3 separate regions of the Pan troglodytes genome follow, and all the other regions are linked to region 1. Evidence: chromatin contacts called from public Hi-C and HiChIP or PLAC-seq data. All regions are on one chromosome and are shown on one strand. Each heading gives the region's core, a stretch centred on a gene start, on an enhancer-like site or on the middle of the called end of the contact. The rest is flanking DNA. Distances are from core to core; before and after follow the strand shown.

The links. A called contact is a pair of places that touch in the nucleus more often than the background predicts. HiChIP or PLAC-seq counts read pairs in DNA pulled down with a chosen protein or histone mark.
Region 2: an H3K4me3 HiChIP or PLAC-seq map of stem cell-derived excitatory neurons shows a contact between it and region 1, with 4 times the contacts expected there. The contact joins the promoter of PSMB7 here to the promoter of ARPC5L in region 1. A contact is called at or near these places in 1 of 7 Hi-C or Micro-C datasets (stem cell-derived neural progenitor cells) and 1 of 1 datasets of contacts at active chromatin or transcription factors (stem cell-derived excitatory neurons).
Region 3: a contact with region 1 is called in a Hi-C map of stem cell-derived neural progenitor cells, with 3 times the contacts expected there. The contact joins the promoter of SCAI here to the promoter of ARPC5L in region 1. A contact is called at or near these places in 1 of 7 Hi-C or Micro-C datasets (stem cell-derived neural progenitor cells) and 1 of 1 datasets of contacts at active chromatin or transcription factors (stem cell-derived excitatory neurons).

Annotation. Positions count from the first base shown.
Region 1 is chr11:13,589,862-13,593,090 of NHGRI_mPanTro3-v2.0_pri, reverse strand. ARPC5L (actin related protein 2/3 complex subunit 5 like) reads left to right here and starts at 1,455. Exons shown (of 4, transcript NM_001428024.1): 1 at 1,455-1,724. The coding sequence starts at 1,576.
Region 2 is chr11:14,038,394-14,041,622 of NHGRI_mPanTro3-v2.0_pri, reverse strand. PSMB7 (proteasome 20S subunit beta 7) reads right to left here and starts at 1,543. Exons shown (of 8, transcript XM_520247.9): 1 at 990-1,543; 2 at 468-561. The coding sequence starts at 1,051.
Region 3 is chr11:13,314,324-13,317,552 of NHGRI_mPanTro3-v2.0_pri, reverse strand. SCAI (suppressor of cancer cell invasion) reads right to left here and starts at 1,531. Exons shown (of 18, transcript XM_528477.8): 1 at 1,340-1,531; 2 at 588-632. The coding sequence starts at 1,392.

The sequences.
Region 1 (3,229 bases), core at 206-2,705:
GTCTCGTGGCAGGCCTGAATCACAAATATTTTTTCCCAGATATGGAACTGTATTGCAGGTGGGCTTTGCGTGTTTCCAGGACCCCTGAGACTTTTCTTTTCTTTTCTTTTTTTTGAGACGGAGTTTTGCTCTTGTCGCTCAGGCTGGAGCGCAATTGCGCGATCTCGGCTCAGTGCAACCTCTACCTACCGGTTTCAAGCGATTCTCCTGCCTCAGCCTCCCGAGTAGCTGGGATTACAGGCATGCGCCAGCACGCCCGGCTAATTTTGTATTTCTAGTAGACACGGGGTTTCAGCATTTTGGTCAGGCTGGTCTCAAACTTCTGACCTCAGGTGATCCGCCCACCTCGGCTCCCAAAGTGCTGAGATTACAGGCGGAGACTTCTTCACCACTAGTTTCCCACTATGGGAGTCTGTATCCTTACCACCGAAGATAAGGTTGCATCATAGTCTGGCAATATTTTTTTGATCTTTAGACACAGTTCAATGAGAGGTATTCGAAGCAGTAAAAATGAATCACATTCCAACTACTGACTTTTATTAAAAAGAGTACTATCAGATGAAAATAGTTTTCACACTATTATATAAAAAGACCCATTTTACTTACCCTAAGGCTAAGATCAATTAACAGAACCCCTGGGATAACAGCCCAGGCACCAAATCTGGCCTCAGAGTCGTCCTTGACTTCCCTAAACCGCTTTCCCCCATCTCAGATTCTGAGAATTTGGTTTCTGTCAAGATGTGCCTCTCCAGCCAGGCCTCTCCTGCCAGGACGGTGGCCACAGGGCCATCTCCCTCTCCTGGCGCCCCCAACTGCCTGGCCAAGGTGACTGCTACACACGTGGGGTCGCAGAATCCCTCGAGTCACAACGTCTTCAACGTCTTGTCAGTCCCCTGATCGCACTAAACGTATTTAAAGCCCCCTACTCCTTTAAGAGGGTCACCTCTGTGTACAGGCGGCCTCCTCGCACTAAGTGTGGTGGCGTTCAAGGCTCCGAGACACAGGCGCCTCCCGCGCCACTCCCCGGGCACAGGAACTCCTACTCATTCCTCAGTCATCAGCTCGAAGGTTTCTTCTCCAAGAAGCCTGCCCGGCACTCGAGAAGTAGAGCCGCGAGCCTTCTCCCGGGGGCCCAGCCTTCCCCAGTACGGGCAGGGATCACCCCGGGAGCCCGCGCCCGGCCCCGCTGAGGCCAGGGGCTCCTCGGAGGCGCGGAAAAGCCGGGGAACCAGCGCAGTTACGGCACACACGATGCGGGGCCTGCACAGATGCCGGGCGCCCGATCCTCAGTGGCAAAATAGAGACTCCGCGGAAGAGACACTGAGGTGGGGGAGGCTGCGGGGATCCCATACCGCACTCCAGGTGCCAGGCTCCGCCCCGCCCCTGACGGCGCTTCCGGATCCGGCGGGTGCCGGAAGTGGGCGGGCGGCGACGGCTGCGCGCGGAGGCGGTGGAGGAGGTGCTGCGAGCAGCCGGGCAGCCGCTTCCCGCCCCCGAGCAGGAGCCGGTGCGAGCGGAGCAGAGCCGAGGTCGGGCCGCGAGCGGAGCCGGCCGAGCGGGCGCCGAGCTCCCGCCATGGCCCGGAACACGCTGTCCTCGCGCTTCCGCCGGGTGGACATCGACGAATTTGACGAGAACAAATTTGTGGACGAGCAGGAGGAGGCGGCGGCGGCGGCGGCGGAGCCAGGCCCGGACCCGAGCGAGGTGGACGGGCTCCTGCGGCAATATCCTTCCCTGACGCGGCGTCCGGGCCTGCGCGCGGCCTTCTCACCTTCCCACCTTCCCACCTTCTCGGGCCCTTTCGGGCGGGCCTCCCCTGTCTCCGACCCCCGGCCCCCTCAGGTCAGCCTCCAGCTCCCTGCCGACCCGGCTTCCCTGGGCCGTGCTCCCTTGAGTCCCAGTCTCCCTGGGTCCCTCGTCCCCAGCCCTGGCGCCGCCTTCTGCAGCGCCGTCCCGCGGGTCCCTGGAGCCGGTGGACGGGCTCCCTCGGCACCCCCGCAGGTCCCGCGCCCTCTTCCCCCCTTGCCTCCTTGTCCCCTCACGCTGTCCCTTCCTGGGGGCCCCAGCACTCCGTCCCTCCCTTGCAGGAAATCGGGCCTATGGCGGGGCTGGGTCGGCGGCAGGGCGGAGGTGAGCCGCATCTGAGTAACCGAGTGATCGGGGAGGCTGGGGCGCGGTCCTCCGGGGCCCGATTGCTGCATGGCGTGAAGATAGGTGGGTGGACGGCTGTGGGGAAGACAGAACCCAGGAGGGAGTGGAGGCGGCCGCCGTATTTCAGCCCTGGGGTCTGAGGTTGTGCCTCTCTTCCCCCAGTCAGTCTAACCCTTCCGCTTAACGCTGAGAAAGGGGGACCCTGTGGTTCCTCTGGACACCTTGGTGGTCTCAGCCACGCTCAACAAGTGAGTCTTGGCTCCCCCCAGTACCCTTCTGGTGCAGGAAGCAGCGGAGAAAACTAGTAGTTCAGAGCTAAGAAAAACCAGACACCTTGAAGCGAAGTGTGAAAGTGGAGCCCCACGCCTGGAAATGACTGTTCTTGTGGCCACAGAAAACAGCATTTAGAAAAGATTAAAAATAGAGGTGATTGTCACAGCCTTGCTTGGTCCTTTAGCAGTATGAGCGCAGGAAACTGACTTATTCTCACCGGAAGGATTTTTTTTATTCAAATGGTGTTCCAGGAAGCATGTCCCCTCCCCCCGCACGGATGGGGGCAGGGTTGGAGGCCCATGCTGTACATAAATCAGGTTCTCGGTGTTGAACCAGTTGACTCAGCTTGGAAAGTGGGGCCTGCTGCTTTAGGGGGAGCCCGGCAGTGCTCCTGAGTGTGCCTTTAAACCGAAAACCTTCAGACTTGATTTGAACAGGAATGTGTTTTCCGAAGTGGAGATTCAAGCTTGTAATTCCTGCCCCATCAGGATCTCCCAATCCACCCTCCTTATGAAATGGGGTCAAGGGAAGGGTCCCCAGGAGGGAAGGTTGGTTGTAGTCTGGTATAGGGCCTAGCTCATGGACAGTCAGTGCTGAAAGGGGCTCCAGGGTCAGGCCTTTCGCCCAGGACCCTCATTGAACAGATGAGGAGATCAAGCCTGTCAGCTGCTGCCTTGGTCTGGGTGCAGAACCTTGTTGAAGGTCATGTCTTGGGACTCCCCTGCCTGGTGACAGGTTCCTTGAGGCTGCTTAGAGGCCTGGGCTTAGCACATCCAGGGGATGGTCGTTTCTCCATTCATGGCAG
Region 2 (3,229 bases), core at 294-2,793, 450 kb before region 1:
TGTTGCACCGGTAATCATTATCCCTTTTGACGTTTGCAACAATTTAAGGCAGGAGTTATCTCCATTTGATGCATCTGAAGGTGTCCCTGTGAGAAGGAAAGTGAGCTGCCAGAAGTTGGAATCAGCATTATAGAGTTCAAAGGTGAGACAGACCTGTCTGACCCCAAATCTCGTGATCTCCCATCACATACTTCAGCTTCCTAAACTAGTAATTAAGAAGCTAACTGACCTGTTTAAAAAAAAAAAGAAAGAAAGAAAAAACAAAACCTCAGCAAAGTGAGGAAAGAACATAAACTGTTAAGAAGCACACAAAACCTGACAAAAGCAGTCGCTCCTGAAAGACGGTCTCCTGATGTATTCTATAGTATTTGCCTTTCCAGACCGAGCCGGGAGAGACACAGGAAGCCAAGTGTTCTGATTCCTGTTGCCGGTTCAGTCACTGCTGCTCTTAGCCTAACCCGGCTTACCTTATAGACCACCCCAGCGATGGTCGTGCCAGTTTTCCGGGCCTTTGGAAGCTTGTATCCCCTCTTTGCAAAATCGGCTTCCAAGACGGCATTCCTAAGAGCAAATGAGAGAATCAAGTGTTGAAGGGCAGGACCACATCGCACAGCACTGGCATGAAAAGTGCCTAACAAAGAACTCAGGAAAGCTGCTACTTGTTTTCACGCCCATCTGTTTAATGAATCCTCCCACCATCAGCACTGTTCTCCCGTTTTCCAACGAAGACAGTCTCACAGAGGGGCCGTGACGTGCCTTAGGAGACGGAGATAAACGGTGGCCGAGTGCGCTGGGAAGGTGGGAGAGCAGACCTGGCTTCAGGAGAAACCCACGCCCAGGCCCTGATTCCCCTGAGTCACACTAGCCGCGGGCCACAGGCCCCGCCATGCACTCTTCCCTCAGAATTCTCGTATCACACCTTGGCCCAGCTCCCACCCGAGCACCGCACTCTTCTCCCTCCCTGAACCAAGCCCCAAGCAAGGCGGCACCTGCGGCAGTTATCAAAAGAGAAGCCTCCAACTGGTGGAGCATACACCGACACAGCCGCCATCTTCCCCAGAAAACAGTTCCGGGCCGGAGGCGGGTGCAAACAAAAAAAGCCGAGCACTTCCGGCGTCGCTGGCAACTGGGGCTGAAGGGGCGGGGCAAACGCCGCACTAGAACGATTGATCTTAGAGATTCTGGTTCCTAGAGAGGCCAGCGATGTGTGAAGTATATCGCCCCAAGTGGCACGGAGGAGAAAGTGACACCCGGAACCGGGAAAAGACTTGTCCAAGGTGAACGCACCAGCGACCAGGTCTCCTGCCGCTCAGACTGGACTTGTTTCTACCGTTAATTTGGTTCTGCGGTGCTTCAGAGACAGACACACCCAAGTCCCAGGCACAGCCCCACCACCCCCTTGCGTTAAGCAAGTCTCTTCAACTCTCTGAATCTGTTTCCTCCACTATCAGATGGAGATTACAACCTAGCTCAAAAGGCTGCTGTAGAATGGCCATTAAGTCTGTGAAAAGAGGCTCAACATGATTAGTCATAGGGTGAATGCAAAGCACGACCACAGTGAGATCCCACTTCGCACCCGCTAGGATGGCCATAAGCAAAAAGACAGAAAAGCGCAAGGGTTGCGAGAGTGTGGAGAAATTGGAACCCGAATACACGGCTGGTGAGAATGCAAAACGGTGCGGCTGCTCCGGAAAACAATTTGGCAGTTCCCCAAAAAGTAGTATCCTCTTAGATATGCACCCGAGAGGGTTGAAGACATGTATTCACAAAAACTTCTACAAAGGTGAGGTAGAAGGCAGGCCTCCATTCAGAGATGGGGCTGAGATACCTGACCAAATTGAGGACTAGCTAAAACAGGGCCTGGGCGGAAGCGGTCTTCCCTAAGACTTGCTCACCAGCCGGCCAAGTCAGTTTACCGTTGCCATGGCAACACTCGTGAGTTACCGCCCCTTTCCATGGCAGTGGCACCATAAATCAAAAGTTACTACCCCTTCCCTAGAAATGCCTGCATAAACCACCCCTTAATCTGCATGTAATTAAAAGTGTGTATAAATATGACGGCAAAACTGCCCTGACACTGCCTAAGAGGGTAACCCTGCTCTGCAGGAGCAGTCATGGGGCTGTAACGCCGCCACTTCAATAAAGCCGTTTTCTTCTGCCTCTAACTTGCCCTTGAATTCTTTCTTGGGCAAAGCCGAGAACCCTTGTGGGCTCAGCCCCACTTTGGGGCTTACCTGCCCTGCGTCAAAAGGGGTCTCATTGGCTGGGCGCGGTGTCTCACGCCTGTAATCCCAGCACTTTGGGAGGCCGAGGTGGGCGGATCATGAGGTCAGGAGATTGAGACCATCCTGGCTAACACGGTGAAACTCCGTCTTTACTAAAAATACAAAAACTTAGCCAGGCGTGGTGGTGGGCGCCTGTAGTCCCAGCTAGTCAGGAGGCTGAGGCAGGAGAATCGCTCGAACCAGGGAGGCAGAAGTTGCAGTGAGCTGAGATCACGCCACTGCACTCCAGCCTGGGCAACAGAGCAGAGACTCCGTCTCAAAAAAAAAAGGGGGGGGGGGGTCTCATTATTCACAATAGCCAAATAATGGAAACAAATGTCCATCCACTGATGAATGGATAAACAAAATATGGTAAATTCATTTAATGGAATATTATTAGGCCATAAAGAAGTCTGAAGCACAGATACATGTTACAACAGGGATGGACATTGAAAATATACTGAGGGAAAGAAGCCAGGCACAAAAGGCCACATAGTGTATCATTCCATGTATGTGAAGTGTCCTTAATAGGCAAATCCACAGACAGAAAGTAGATGTTTGGTTGCTAAGGGTTAGGGGAGGAGGAGAGAATGGATAGGACTGTTTAGTGGGTGCAGAGTTTTTGGAAAATGATGAAAATATTCTGGAATTACATAGTGGTATTGGTTGCACGATATTATGAATAGACTAAAAACCACCGAGTTGCAAACTTTAAAATGGTTAAAATGGTGACTTCTACGTTAGGTGAATTTTATTTTATTTTATTTTATTTATTTATTTATTTATTTATTTTTGAGACTCGGTCTCCCTCTATCACCCAGGCTGGAGTGCAGTGGCATGATCTCAGCTCACTGCAACCTCCACCTCCTGGGTTCAAGTGATTCTCATGCCTCAGCCTCCCAAGTAGCTGGGATTACAGGCATACGCCACCACACCTGACTAATTTTTGTATTTTTAGTAGAGAC
Region 3 (3,229 bases), core at 282-2,781, 280 kb after region 1:
TGAGAAGCTGGGACTATAGGTCCACAACACCCGCTCAGCTAGTTGGTTTTCGGTTTTTTAATTTTTTGTTTTTGTGGGTACATAGTAGGTGTATATATTTATGGGACCGGCTAGTTTTTCAATTTTTTGTAGAGACGGAGTCTTGCTCTGTTGCCCAGACTGGTCTTGAACTCCCAGGCTCAAATGATCCTTCTGCCTCAGCCTCCCAAAGTGCTGGGATTGAAGGCATGAGCCACCCCAGCCAAGATGAGCTTTTTAAACAGAGATGCTGGAGAAAATGAAATTATGGCTAAGGTTAAAAAAAAAAATAGCTGAGATCCTTACACAACATCAAAAAGTAAAAAAGTAGGATTTCTCAAGATTTCCCACATTATCTCAGATACCAAAAAAAAAAAAAAAAAAAAAATCGACTGTAGAGGTAGTAATTTGAAGTCCTCAAAAGAAAAATCATGCATGTGGTTATATTCTTTTAAAAGGGGGATAAATAAGAAACTTCATCTACTGACAGTATACAATTATGCAGTACGGCACAGGTGCAGCCAAGCAAAAAGAAAAACATGAAGCAAAATAGGAAGGCACTGCCTTACCTGCTTCTCCGTTTTCGAGGCGGTTTCTCCACTGTGCCAGTCAGTCTGCAGACCAAACAAATAAGACGGTAACTAAAAGTAACATACAAGAAAACATCTCCCGGCGCTACCGTGCCAGTCAAGAACTAAATAGACCACCCTCTGGGACCACAGGCTCGCCAAGCTCAGATCTGACCTTACAAACGCCTCATGCCCTGTTTCCCCTATTTACCAAGACCTAGCATTCCTGGGACTCACCGTTCCCCCAATTCTCCCTGAGCTCAAACCTTCCTGGTCCCTCACCCCATCCTCGACCCCTGCTCGTCACAGCCCAGCTCCCCAAAATCACCCACCTCCACCTACTCATTGTCTGCCTCGTCACCCCCGCAAGCCCCCCTAGCCTCCCCTTTCCTGTGCCCACCCGTTCCCGACCGTGCACTGCCCCCTCCACGCCCCGCCTCTCCGGGCCCGGCGACCCCCGCATTCCACGGCCCCTCCGGGGGCGCGCCCGCCTTGCCCCTCCCGGCCCCGCGCCGCCAGCCTCACCCCTCGGCGCCCCTTCCCTCACACGCCCCTCTCACCTGGCCTCGAGGAGGCGATCGCGCCCAGCCCGCGCCGCCGCCTGCAGGCGCCCCCAAGGTCCCCCCAGCCTGCACCCCCCGCCCCTCCGGTCTCTGCGCCCCGAATGCTCCACGGCCCCGAGCCGCTGCCCCTGGGCCCGCTCTCTGGCCCCCACCCCATCCCCAACCCCGGCCTCCACCCAGCCCCCGCACCTGGGGGGCAGGCGACTCCGCGGCTGCTGGGGCTGCCGGGCTCCTCTGACCATCCGGCTCCTGCTCCGCCGCGGGAGCTGCTCCGGCGGCCGCAGGGCTCGCTCGGGAAGCTGAGGCGGCGGAGGCTGGAGTAGGCGGAGAGGCGGGAGGAGGGCCTCGCGCCTCTGCCAGGCTTGCCGCGGGGCCCGCCTCCTCCGCGCCTCTCCTCGGTTCCCATTGGCTAGAGCAGTAGTGTGGACGGAAATCTGTCAGTCGATTGGACGCTCGGCCCGTCACATCCCGCGCCGCCCACCCAGAGGTTTGGTTGAGACTGCAGGTGGCGGCGGAGGTGCCTTAGAGATTGCTAGCAGGGCCGGAGGAGACCCTAGCGCCACCATGCGCCTAAAAGTAGGAACTGCACCCCCGGCTCCAGACACCTGCCCCAGGTTCTCCTGGCTCTGCGTCCTGCATACCACACACCTGCTGGCGCCCCTCCACCTCTGCACCACGCCAGGACCGAAAACAAGCCCTGAAATCTCCCAATTTCCTCTAGCAGGTGAGACAGTGAGGCAACTCTCACAAACGTGTTTCCTTTTAAGCCACCTCGAATGCGATCCTTGTCCCTACATCTTGCTGAAATTGTCTCACAGCTCACAGCTACCCCCCAAAAAGGACCCAGCCAGAAAACTCTAAGAATCCACCAAAATAAAGCATGGTTTGGATGCTCAATCCTCTGCAGAAAAGCTCACTAGCTTGGGTGCAGGCTTTTAAGAAAGTAAGATTTTTTTTTAATTACCATGAAAGAAAAATCAGCACTACAAACAGAACCAATGCCATACTAAAAGCAACGTGTTCCATTTTGAAAGGCCTGGACAAATTTGATCCCTGAATGGAAGCTGACCATCCTGATTCTGTGACCACTGCAAGTTCTACACCAATTAATCAATTTTAAAATAAATTGTACTGTATTTTTTGACAAACAGGCATGCAAAACTGCCTTTCATAAGCATAGTTACCCTTCTTCTGCTTTAACAAAGCCATCCTTGAAAATAAGACTCAGCTCATTAACGTATTATAAAATTCTTGAAGGTGGGAAGGCCTCTCTAAATCTCTACTCCTGTGTGAACTTGTTTGGTATATCCTCAGCATCTGTTCAGAGTTGGGAGGAGGCATAAAACTTTCTCTTAAGTCACTTCCATTTTATTAGAACATCTTTTATGCCTCAATAATATGACAGCGTCGAGTAGTACATGTCAACATTGGGGTGGGGAAAATCTCTCATTGATTTCCATAAGCGGCAAAAATTAGGATACTAGTTTTTCACAAAACCAAATGTATTTGGTGTAAAGAGCTGTCTTTTCTTCTGAGATGGTCCTACCTACATCTTTAATGGTAAAATGACTTTCCATTTATGAAGTAATACTGACGGTAAATTGTAGTAGGATTTGAAAAATTGCTTTGAAAAAATGTCAAATCTCTGTTGGTCCCCCAAATTAGTATTTCATGTAATCCTAAAGTCACAGAACCACAAATCACCTCAATCTCAACTAACAGTTTCCACCCATATTATCAAGCCAGAGAGAGGAAAGAACTCCAGAATAATTTGTGTCAGACGAAGGGGGATCATCAACTCACTAGGGAAGTAATCTTGAAATATTTATTATATTCCTTATTAAAAATCCATTGCCTGCTTTTTAGCATCTTCCATAATTGACCAATCCTCACTGATATATGGCAGATATTGTCAATAAAACAGGACCTATTCATTTCTTACGCCTTCCCAAAAAGGATCCTCGAGTCTTCACATTGTGTCCAAGTGATCTCTGCTTATTTTAACTCTGTAAGACATACAAATCCCATCATTCCAGTCCACATTTAATTCACACTTCCTCTTTATCTTCCCCAATTACT